2 separate regions of the Anser cygnoides genome follow, and region 1 is linked to region 2. The links are chromatin contacts, called in public Hi-C maps. All regions are on one chromosome and are shown on one strand. Each heading gives the region's core, a stretch centred on a gene start, on an enhancer-like site or on the middle of the called end of the contact. The rest is flanking DNA. Distances are from core to core; before and after follow the strand shown.

Region 1 (6,347 bases), core at 174-2,673, 33 kb after region 2:
AATATAAATACATCAGCATTCCATTTTGCTCCCAAAGTAGTCACCTATATGACAACTTAATAGAAGCAACTCAGTAGGAAAAAAAATAAATGCATTTTGCTTAGAAAGTCTAACTTCACCTCCCAGTACCTAAAGGGGACCTATAGGAAAACTGGAAAGGTACTCTTTATCTAGGATAAATCAGTGACAGGACAAATGATAATGGTTTAAACTAAGAGAGGGTAAATTTGTATTAGATATAAGGAAGAAATTCTGTACTCTGAGGGTGGTGAGGCCCTGGCACAGGCTGCCCAGAGAAGCTGTGGATGCCCCATCCCTGGAGGTGCTCAAGGCCAGGCTGGATGGGGCTTTGGGCAGCCTGGGCTGGTTGAGGTGTCCCTGCCCAGGGCAGGGGGTTGGAACTGGGTGGGCTTTAACGTCCCTTCCAACCCAACCCACTCTATGATTATTTTGTCACACTTTCTACTTCAAGCCCTAATAAATAATACACATCTGTTTTTTGAAGAAGAAAATAAATTCTAATCTTACTTTCTGACAAGCACAAGGTTTCCCTTTTAAAAAGAGTAACTTTACCTTGATGCTTTTGTGTTCCTCTGTAGATTCCTCTGAACATAGGGTCTGTAAGGTTAATACCGATATCTGTAAAAACAAACAAACAACCCCCAAACACAGATATTAGAATCATTCCACATTTCATTCTGAGAACTCCAGACTTATTTTATAGGCGTACAGAAGAGCTGCCCTCACCACCACAAGCAGATACCGAGACACTGCTTTCTGCAAGCACCTGGGCTTTCCCCACGAAGCTGCCAATTCACCTCAGCAGCAGGAGGGAAGGCAAAATGCAGCAACCGGCACACAGCCTTTAAATCAGTGCTCCTATGAACGCTTTTATCCAAGCCAATTCGATAAAATTAAAGATTATTAACGCCCACAGTTAAGACACCAACGCGAAAAGCAAGACAAGAGCTTGCTGGAACCCACTGAATTGGGGGGGGGGGGGGGGGGGAGGAACCTCAAGGGGCGCACAACAGCCCCTCGGAGAAGCCCCAAAAAGGGCAGAATCACCCCGAAACCCTTCTCGTCGGCTCTAACCGCCCCTCAAGGGCAGCCTGCCTGCACCTCGGCTCTGGGAGCGGGGGGAAAGGGCTTGAGACAGGGCTTGAACAGGGCGACAAGCCCGACGAAGCGCCGGCCATGTCACCACAGCGGCCGGCGCCCGCCGCCCTCAGCCCCTCGCGGGGAGCGGGTTCCTCAGCCCCGACCCCGGGGGGAGCACGGAGGGACCCGGGGCTCGGCGGACATGAGGAGACAGGGACGGGAACAAGGACAGGGACCCCGCTAAGCCACCCATCCCCTCACCGATGAGCTTGGCTCGGTTCATGGCGGCGGGCGGAGCTCGGCGCCTGCGCCCGGGGCCGGCCGCCACGTTCCCGTGAGGCGCCGCGCATGAAGGTGAGGGGTAGGGCAGCGCGAAATGGCGGCGTACCTCACGCACCAGCAGAAGGTGCTGCGGCTCTACAAGAAGTCCCTGAGGCACCTGGAGTCCTGGTGCATCCACCGGTGAGGACGGGAGGGAGCGAGGTGCGGGGAGCGGGGGAGGGCTGAGCCCCCGCTGCCGGCTTTCCCCACCGAGACGGGGCCCCGTGGGGTTGGGGGGGGAGGATTTTATCCTCGTCCCTTTCCTCTAAACGTGGCTGAAGGGGTGAGGAGAATGTCAAAATGTCTCTTGAGCCTCTTGTCAGTGCCTGAAAAGACACTGGGTGTGGGGACAGGAGGCCCTCAGGAGCCCTGTCTTTGTGTAGGGGTAAGAGAGGATGTTGCCATGTTCTCTGTGATGTTTTATTTAAATCTACACACTGCATATGTCGTGTGCCTGCAGAGACAAGTACCGATACCTTGCCTGCCTCCTGAGAGAGCGGTTCGATAAGAACAAGGATGTGAAGGATATGGTGAAAGCTACAGAGCTGCTGAAGGCCGGTCAGGAGGAGTTCTGGGCACACCAGCACCCGCAGCCCTACATCTTCCCCGATTCACCTGGGGGCACCTCCTACGAGAGATACGAGTGCTACAAGGTAAGGGGGCTGTGGGGTTGTGCAGTCCTGTGCTTGGGGTGGTTGTTAGTGCGCTTACCTCGCTCTTCTGGCACTGAAAAGAAGGTGAGTGTTTTAAGTAGGCTTTAATAGGGCTGCAGTTTGGTTCAGCGGTATTTCTCTGGTACCTCCGTGCTGGAAAACTTATTGCTTGCTTAGGAGTTGTGCTTCTGTGGTCATTTGAAATGGAGCTCGCTGCTCTGTCAGAGGACAGAGGCTTTGTTTTGATGGGATTTAAGCACCTGGAAGCTGCTCGGCGGTGGGTCAGACAGGCGGAGTGACAGGGTTGGTGCAGAGCTGTGACAGTGGAGGGGGAGGAAGCAGCACCACCCTGTGTGGTGGCGTCTGGTCACAGCCCTGGTCTCTGGTTTTGTCGGAACTTGATGTCAGCCTGGCTGCTGGGGAGCTTCCTTCACTTGGCCTTCCTTCTTCCAGCATTTTGAGTAGTGATACAAATTACCATTTCCCTTGATCCACTGCAGTGCCAAATAAGTATTTGAGGACCATTTTATGTTGAGCTGTATGCTTAAAAATAGCAGCACTGTTCTTAGAATGTGAGACATTCTGGAGTTTGGCTCCTCCCCCCGATGTGTTAGGAGTGAAGAAACAGGCTTCACAAAAAAACGCAGCGTTTTCACTGTTTTGGCATTGTCTCTTTTCATACATTACGAGAAGTCAGTACTGATCTAGAGAGTACACGCACCTTTTTTCTCCCAAATTCTGAAGACAGTGCTGATGCAGAAGACTAGATCTGATCAGCTCCTTACAGATAAGAAGCCATGTGAAAGAACCTGACATAGATTTAGAGGCAGAAAAAAGAACACGAGTGGGAATGGAAGAAGGGAACTTAAGCTTGTGCCAAGGTCATGAGCCTCAGCAGTAGTAGAGAGAATGGTGAAAACGAATCCAGACAGAAAAAAGGTCAGTTGAGCAGTGATTAGTTTTGATACAGAAATATAAATGGATTTATGTGCTTTCCTTTGCCCTGTTTTAAATGCGAAGCCTGTGCTTTAAACAAGTGGCTATCACAAGGGTTTGGCTTCTTGGTTTATCAGGGACTGTCCATTGTAGAAGCTGCTACAAAATGTAACTTTTTTAAATCTCTGTCTGATGTTTTTTTTTTTTTTACTGGTGCTTGGTATATGTATATCGTTATTTAATAGCCGGTCTGTTCTTTCTATCAAGCCAAAATTTTACTCAGCGATGAGAATCACAGCAGGAAACTGCAAATGTCAGTGGATGAATGATGATACTGGAGCAACTTAATTTTGACATAGATTTTCCTTATTTTTTTTTGTCAGTGTTTTTATCTTTAAAATATTAACATTCAGCGATGTACAATAAAATAGTTTAGTTGGAAGAGACCTTCAGAGATCACCTAGTCCCACTGCCTGACCTCTTCTGGGCTAGCCAAAAGTCAAAGCATATTAATGAGGGCATTATCCAGATGCCTCTTGAACACTGGCAGGCACAGGGCACAAGCCACCTCTCTAGGCAGTTCCAGTGTTTGACCACCCTCAGAGTACAGAAATTGTTCCTGATGTCCAGTCTGAAGCCCCCCTGGCGCAGCTTTGTGCCATTCCCACGTGTCCTGCTATCACCAGCACCTCCCTCCCCACTGCCCCTCCTCAGGGAGCCGCAGGGAGCAGCGAGGTCACCTCTTGGCCTCTTTTTCTCTAAGCTAAGCAAAGCAATACGCTGCTGCAAAATTCGAAATTCAGTTTTTATTAGGATATCCATCCAGAGCTGGTCCAGTCCTCCAGAGGTTGAACCATAATCAAGATCTAAAGGCCGCTAATTTTTGGAATAGCTGTAGACAAGCAGAAGTGAGCTGTTAAGTTCTTTGTCAAACAAAATGAATTAGTAGTTGCAGAGAAGGATCTTTAACCTGCCGCCTTTGGGGATAGGAGGGGAGGAAAATCCATCTTTTCCCCTAGATGGAATTATTTCAGGAGCTGTAGAGTAAACGGAGGTGACCTGGGGTCTGTCTTTGAGATGCTATGATTTAAGCAAGTCACTATGACTTTCTCCTATGACTTAGGAGAATTCATGAAATAGATTAAAAGCTCTGCCCTCTGTGACTGACAATAGATAATTCTTACGTGCTGGTTTTACGTGGTACTTTATTTCATGGGTTATTTATCCATTTTAATAACGGGTTTAATGAGCATGTTTAGTTCTTTCGTGTGTTAGTATACTATATAGAGACTTTACATGTTTTTATATACATACGTAATAAAAGTGTTGTTTTGTTGCTGTTTTTTAACAGATTCCTGAATGGTGCTTGGATTATTGGCATCCTTCTGAGAAGGCAATGTATCCTGACTACTTTGCCAAGAGAGAGCAATGGAAGAAGCTGCAGCAGGAAAGCTGGGAGAAAGAGGTCAGTGCTTGTTCGATGCCAGGTGAAGCTTCTTTAGCAAGCATTTTGTGTGGCATTGAGCTGTGCTCTTGGAAAATATTTTAAGTGAGAATGCTGAATGCCTGCTGTGGTCTTAGGCTCTGCTTTGTTAGAACGCTTTTCAGTGTGAAATGCTGGCTTGACTTAAAATGTGTGCACAGATCTGAGTTACAGCTTCCTGAAGGCCATTAAGGGAATTTGAATGGCTGAGTTTGGTGGCTGCTGAACCTGCAGCCATCCTTTCAGTTAGTGCAGGGCTGCTGTAGCTGTTTTACTAAAGGTAACTCCGAAGTGAGATGAGAAGAGATGAATGACCAGAGAATTCCTCTTCTTCTGAACGTGTTGTGGATGCACCTTTAAAAATTACTTACTACAGACTTCATCATTTGGGAATCCAGACCAATTTCTGGTCAACTTATATTGAGCTTCAGTTGGCAGAAGTTGATTATCCCAAAATAATTTTTAGATTTGGTTGTAGAGAACTAGTTGGATTATATGTAACATGTCACTTCTATCAGAATTAACAGCGTGGCAGCCAGCACTGACACTGCTTCAGGAAACATCCATTGATGACATCTAAAGGGCTGTTGGGGGCATGCAAAAATAGAAGTCTCCTACTGACTCGTATGGGAGTGTTTTAGGACCTGTAATTTAACTGCTGATTTTTCAAAGAAGCGAGAGAATGCAGTTTATTTAGCAATGGCAGACGTGAATTATAAGGAAATGATGACCTCTTAAGTACAAAATTCTCTTGTAAACCACTTTCCCCTCTTAGAAAGTCCTTAATTAGGTAATATGAGCCTGCAGTGATTACCGAGTTTGTAAGTGAATAGTGAGGACAAGTGAAGGCATTACTGCTAGCTCTCTCCTTCTGAAATGGGGTCAGCTTTGCTGTTTATCTGCACTAAAGCATTATATTTTTGTCATGTTGTAGATGAAGCAATTAGAAGAAGAAACTCCAAGTGATGGTCCAAAAACCGAAGCCTTGCCTCCTGCTCGTAAGGAAGGGCATCTGCCACCCCTGTGGTGGCAGTTTGTGACAAGGCCCCGTGAAATGCCCATGTGAAAGCGTTACTGCACGCGAGAACTGAAGCGATCCATCCTCTGTAGGCAGTAGGTATGCCAGTGAACATATGCTACTGTCATGCAAAATAAAGCCAAGTAAAATGAAACAGAAAGCATTTTTGTGACGTTCTGGTCTCCTACTACAGCAGGCACGCACTTCCAGTTTGTGTGGCGTAGAATAGATGACTGTTAACATCTGTGCTGTGTACCTAAAGCGAAGAAACCACTGGACCAGCCAGTGAAGAAATCTTTATGGGATACTAACACCAGAGTGAGCTCTAGAAAGTTGAACACTTTCTACAACTTACTTTGCAGCTTTCACAGCAAGAGTTGGAAAACCCGACTACTGGGACTGAAAAAGTATCTGCATAAAGCCCATGTTCCAAGAGAAAAAACATAAGCTTAATTTCAGCTGTTTTAAGGACTAAACATCTTCAGATTGGATATATATTAAAAAAAAAAGGTTTTTAACTTGGCTACTTAGAAATTTTACAGTCATCTTCAATATGTCTAAATTGTTTAAAGCTAAATTGTTTAAAGCTACACTTGTTGTGTAAAGCTAAAATGTGCTTGGGTTTGTTTAAAAGGACAAACAAAAACTTGTCTTCGTATATTCCACCGCTAAAAGTTTGTCTGAAGAGGAAGCTGGAGCTGTTCTCTGCCCTCTGTTGGTCCAAAGGCATTAACAGAATCGGGGAGTGGGCACTGCAGCTGTGCTCGTTTCAGCACTGCTGTTCAGCGCCTCCCTCACCTCCAGCACGGAGCTGGTTCTTGTCCCGCTCAGGTGT
Region 2 (6,195 bases), core at 1,865-4,364:
GCTGAGCTAGACTGAGGAACTGTCCAGCTTGGAAAAGGGAAAATTTTTCTCCTTCCAGAATTTTTTCCAGCAGGATCCCTTTTCCATTCGGTTCACCATGAAACAATGCTGTGTAGCTTAACATAATACATCGTAGCAGCACAATACAAATGCTAGAAGCACTGACTTCATTTTCTGTACAGATATTATGAATGTTCAGTCAATACACTGATGCAAATTAATAAAATAAGAGCGCATAGTAATTTTGATTCAATTCACCACCATCTGCTAGTATCAGTAATATCAATATGCTAAGTTATTTGAAATTAATACCCACCATACTCTTGCTATTCCAAGGTTAAAAAAAAAAAAAAAAAAGCATCAAGAGCATCCCTTTTAGCTATTTCTCCACCCTGCTGTTATAAAAACCATCAACGGCAGAATTTCCACAGCTCACTGGAAAATTCCTCTTGGTGCTGAGCTGCCTTTGTTGCTTGAAACCTTTCTGTAATACCTAATTGAATAATAGTTTATTGTGTGTTATGTCATCTTCTTTCTGTCCTACCCTCAAAGGTAATGCAGAAAATGTGAACGGCAATGGACTTTTACCCCCCGCCCCCCCCCCCCCCCCCCCCCCCAAAAAAAATAATCAGCTGGTATGGATACTTTTTGGTTTTAAGGTTACAATGCTTTCAACTAAAAGACATGCATCATCTCTGTAACATGAAGTACTGCAAATGAGGGGGTTATGCTTTGTTTCCTCAGCCTCATGTATAATAAATACCATACTTTGCAGGTAAATTCGAAACTGCATTTTCAAACAAACAGAAGAAATCTATCATTTCTGTATCATTTCTGCATATATTTCCAAGTACTGAAAAATCTAAAGCTTCTGTTTCATTCCTTCCTCATGACAATCGTAGATGCTTGCAATATGCATGTGGAGATCAGGTCAATAAAAGTCTGACTAGTAATGAAAACGCATGGAGAAAACCCTTTCCCCTCTTTGCGGCACATTCTATTTTGTTTGTAACACTCCTTTTTCCCCCAAATCTTTTCCTGCTCTTTCTCTCCACTGTAAGCAAAGTGACTGAATGGACTGGAGGTTTTGGGCAGGATCAGTGCTTCAGCCCAACCCTAGCAATGACAGAAGACTTTCTACAAGGGGTTGGTTCGCTGCCTGGTCTGTACGTGAACGCAGCCCCTGGGTGATTGGGTCCGGTGATTCCAGTTCAAGTGTTAGCAATACGTAAATAGCACACTGCTGTGCCAGCGCATACAGGCATACAGCCACTACTGGCGCTTAGCGTGTGAAGGTCATACCCAAAATGTAGTTTGAGGCGCACAATACCACCACCACCACCACCCGCACCCCTAAAAACAAAAAAAACAAAATCGGCAAGGGGAAATATTTTGAGCCTTTGAATCTCTTGTTGAAAATTCACATCCACAATCCACAATTAACCAAATTCTTAATTTAAGACTCTCAGATTCCTCACTAGTAGCAACTTCTCACATTGCTGCACCAGTATTATTGGTACCACCTCCATTTGCACAGAAAGTTCCTTCTATCCTGGTGAGCAATGACCTGGCTTCAGTTATACACACTTTTACGACATTTCAGCTTGATTACAGCAATATAACATGTCTGGCCCTAAAACCTTTGACAAATGTCTGTGTAATATTACCACGTCTTCAGATCCTGTCCTTTGCTCCCTATGCTCGTTTCCATTACAAAACTAAATTACCTTTAAGACCTCTGTCCTTTCCTTTAGGGGAACCAGTGACCTGTGGCCAGGATATCTGAAAGATCAGTTAAAGCCTATGAATGAAAATCACTGCCAACAGTTCAGTTCTCTGGTGAAGTGGAGTATCTCAAATTACAGTAAAGCTCCTTTGTCTAGAAAGTTACACTTCTTGCAGTCCTGGAACTGAACCGTGAAATAATCTCTCGTTAGTGAAGAGATGTTATGAGCATCGTGGCATTTTGCTCTAAGCACTACGTGTATTTCTTTGACTTTGTTTTCTCTACGAACACAGGGTATTTCCACACTGGGGAATGCCAGATGGGTGAATAGCTAGGGGCTTTGCAAAAACTGAGCATTTCACCCCTACTGGGAAGCATGTAATTTGCTTTCCTAAATTTGCCGTTCTAGCCAACTCAAAGGTAGGCTGATGAAGAGATTTATCCAGTTGCCACCAGCTAGAATGATAGGCAGAATTATTCCACTTCTAAGGAAATAAAAGGACTGTTTGCAGTTCTAGAAAGGATTCAGAAATTGCCACTCTTTGGTAGCTGAGAGGGGAAAGAGTCAAACTGTGAAGTAGTATCTAAACTCATTGCATGCTTATCCCTGCACCTACACAGGCTGAAGTTACAAAGGAAGGAAATAGTAACAGAGCAAAGGAAAAAAGAAAAATAATGACAGATTATAATCCAGTATAATTTCATAAGGTAAGAAAAGACATCTGCTAGTTTGTGAGAGTGTACGCTGGGTCAGAAAGCACAGAACTGGGAGATGTTTGGTAATATTTGTAACCTAACTGTGTGGGATTCTTCCATATTTTTTAAGAAATTGTCTGGCTATTACAAAGCCAGACAATAACTGTGGGGCAGCACATGTGCAAAACTGGCACCGTGTTGGGAGCACGTCCCACACAGGCGATGCTATCGGGGTCAGAGGGGCTTGCCTTCCCCTGTGTGTATGCAGCTGTAAATTATTACAAATCCTGATATCCTTTGTTATCTTACAGTTTAACCCTTACATGGATAATTAAATTAATGTTAACGTTTCAAATCTTGCCCGTGAATTATTTGATCGCTCAGTCCAGATCACCTGCCTGTCTGGCACTCTTTCGTTCCTCCCACAAAACACGCCTGCCATCTTCTGGCCAAGCCACCACGAGTCTAGGGGCTGGAAACGCACTTTGAGGTGTTTGTACTGGACGGGCTTTTCCATCTAAAGCAATCAACCAAGTGAGCAGGTCGAAATTAAATTTTGCTCTGAGAAGTGACGTTTCCCTATCTATCACAGCGTGATTTAGCTTTCAAGCTGTGCAAAAGCTCTCTCGGCTCAAAAGGATTTGCACGACCTTTTGCTTTTATACCTGCAAATATCCCGAGGGTTTCGTCTATTCCAAATCTAAAGGAGACATTCTGCTGAAACGGTCATTATTAAGCTGTCTTTACATTTAAATGGCAAGTTTCAGTGAATGTTATAGGAAACCAATATTGGAATGATGGCTTTCACGAACGTTTATTAAGCACAAAAGTTGCAGTGGAACGTGGGACTAAGCAGAGCTCGTGTGGTATCAGATTCCAATGCAAATATTTGACGTGGCTCTAATCAAAGCCAATGCTAGAGTTTGATATAGCCTGACAAAGCTTCAAGAAATTTGCTAACTAGGAGTAAAACCTTGTTTAGAAGTCAAGCGTTAAGTTCTGAAAACACTTCTTTGCTCCTTAGGATGATTTTCAAAATTAAGCTGAATCTCTTTCTCAAGAATATTAGTTATTTTAGGTACAAGAACTGCTTGAAGTTTCACAGCCTGTTATGCAGGCTCTGGATCGCATGCTCATGAATACTCCTTTTAGTTAAAATCTTGACTAACCCAAAAGGGCAGAATGCTGATTCTTTTTTCCTAGGTTAAAGCCATCCTGTTGGAAAATGAAACCATATCAATATCAAAACATTTCACAAAACAACACTACATTAATAAACTTGAGAGAAAAAGGAGAATAGGCTATGACATTTTCAAAAGAGGACACTGATTTGGATGTTCTTTTCAGTATCAAATGTACACAGTAAATCTTGGTAGTATATGCAAATAATCCACATCTTACATGCATATTGTATATATTACATTATCTGTATTATACATATCAATGCAAATAATATTAAATCTTAAAAAGAAATACTTGAATAGCTCAGATTTTTTATATTTTCAGTGCCTCGGTTTTGAAATATAGAACTGCTTAACAAAAGAGAAATTCTGTGCTCTGTATCACTTGTGGTTAGGAGGGATAGTGTGAGAACTGAAACCACCTACGTAAGCATGTAAAAAAAATCAGTCAGGCTAGTTTCGGCACCCTCCCAGACTTTACTGAGCCGTGTCTCACATCACTGACAGAGACTGCTACTCAGCCCTTCGTGGCACCCTTCTCTCACCCAGCTCAAGCCAAATGAAGGGTTGGGAACCATCCAAGCTCCCTGGATAGGCAGCGAGAGGTTGTCCTCTGCGGCATCTCAGGAGAAGGACTTCACCTATCTAAAGATAAGTGTCTAAGAGTGCCTGTCTCTCTTCAACTGGCTGCTCAGGAAGTCTTCATAGCTGACGTCAAGTAGACTTTTTGATGGCAGTCAGCTCAGAGGAATCCCACCCAAGGCATCTCTAGATGGTGACAAAACCAAAGAGATGAAATGATAAAGCCGAAGAGCTGAAACGCCTTTGAATGAACGTATTTCTCTCTGTTATCAGCAGAGGAAGTGAGGCTGACTGCTCATTCAGCTTCAGCGCTGCAGCTCAGTGCTTAATGTCCGGCCAAAATCTGCTGAATATTAGTCTGCATCAAACCCATCAAGTTTGTGATCAGTTATACGAAGGTCTGGATTTCCCTGGGAGAGGAGAGGCTAGACAGGTCATAGCTCTGTCCCATGATACTACAAATCACTTGGGCTCTACTGATGTGAGACAAAACCGTGCTACTCTTCTTCCCACCGCCTCACCAAGATGGTAGCTACATGCAGTCCAAATTACACTAATCCCTCTAGCCCAGCCTCACGCATGGCTAACATCCAGAACTCTTTTTGCTGACCAGAGGCAATGTTTTACAAACACGTTGCTGAAGACTCATAGCTCCATGGGAGCCGTGTTAGGATTTCCTCTGCCAGGGAGAAGCTTCCAAGGCCATGTTTTCTGCCATGGCAGGTCTAGTTTCCGAAACAACTCTGATTCTCTCCACATTTGTCTCTCATGAATGGCCTGTAAACAAATATCTCCCAGATTAGCTCTTCTGAAGGCTGAAATCATCTTGAGATGCATCATTTTATCTGAAGACAGGAAATGATTCTTTCCAGTGCGCTTCATTAATCAAAAAACCTGTTTCGATATGGAGCAGCTTTCAATCGTTTTTAACTACTTTTATATTAGCTAACTGGTGCTAACTTGACATGGTCTCACTGTTGACCAGCCGTACAGTTCCGTCAACCGTTTTCAGTTATCAGGAACTAGCTAAATTTAGTAGACCACAGATTAGCAAATGGCTCCTGCTTGGCACTGTGCGTGCAAAGGGCAGGGGAACTATGGGCAGGGTTGCTATGACTTCAGAAAAGAGAGCATTTTCACTATAATTTTTTTCTGCTAAGGCTTTGTTCTGGTCATGGGGTTCAGGGAGAGTGGCAATCAGAGTGTGAACCTCAAGGCTGCTCGGTAACATTCAATATAGTCTTGTTGAGAAGTGGAGGAAAGCCCTGGCAGATGAGCCTCAGCCATTTATGGCAGAAAGATTAATGTTCCCATAGCTGGGATTTTCTCTAAAAGTGAGGATTTTTCAAGAAGATTGCATTTTCTGCTGTGGTACATCTGGTGTTCAGTATAATTCTGATTTTCTCCACTTTTCTCTTTCACAAAACAAGTAGTATGAACAGTAAAATGAATGCCAGCCCCAAGGTTGAAGGAACCTGTCTTGACATTTGCTATTTCACTCTGTAATTTGGGGGTCCTACAAGTACATCCCAGATGTTGATGAATATCTGAGAGAATCAATTCTACAAGGCCTTGTTTTGTGTACATTTAATTAGAATACCCAGATCTTGCCTTTCAGCTGTGTGTATGTAACACCCACTGCATGCATCACCTTTTAAGTAGGAAAAAAAAAAAAGTGTAATGTCTAATTATTTTTGTTAGCTATGAAAAACAATGTATAGAGCAAGTTTCTATGTGTATAGCTACAATTTAATTTGCGTTTTCAGAAGGAAAATTTTCATTAATGAGGTTAAAAGTTAACATTATATCTGCATTTTATGTATTACATTTACGACTGTATAACACAAAACATGGCTGAGGTCAGAGAAGCTACTATTATAGCAGCATTTGCTCTTACACGTGCTCCACACAAAATATCAGGGTCATTTCTATTTCTCTCTCTCAGTCAGGCAAACTGTTTCTGAACTTTTTTTTCTTTTGAAAAAATACAGCTGCACTGGCCATCAGGCT

Evidence for each region. Hi-C and Micro-C count contacts between places; a contact is called where the count stands out from the background.
Region 1: a Hi-C map of liver shows a contact between it and region 2, with 1.9 times the contacts expected there. The contact joins the promoter of NDUFB9 here to the enhancer-like site in region 2. A contact is called at or near these places in 3 of 7 Hi-C or Micro-C datasets (all in liver).

What each region holds. Positions count from the first base shown.
Region 1 is chr2:151,899,089-151,905,435 of Taihu_goose_T2T_genome, forward strand. It overlaps NDUFB9 (NADH:ubiquinone oxidoreductase subunit B9), which reads left to right and starts at 1,424. Exons shown (of 4, transcript XM_048049348.2): 1 at 1,424-1,563; 2 at 1,883-2,075; 3 at 4,363-4,476; 4 at 5,429-5,675. The coding sequence starts at 1,478. The coding sequence ends at 5,560. TATDN1 (TatD DNase domain containing 1) reads right to left here and starts at 1,488. Exons shown (of 12, transcript XM_048049319.2): 1 at 1,363-1,488; 2 at 574-639. The coding sequence starts at 1,384.
Region 2 is chr2:151,864,552-151,870,746 of Taihu_goose_T2T_genome, forward strand. No RefSeq gene overlaps it. Among named protein-coding and RNA genes, the nearest start is that of RNF139, 8.1 kb to the right of the region's middle. Within about 2 kb of position 3,115, at least 1 of the 3 cell types and tissues checked has open chromatin away from gene starts, as enhancers often do. A contact at or near this core is called in liver, where this site is marked.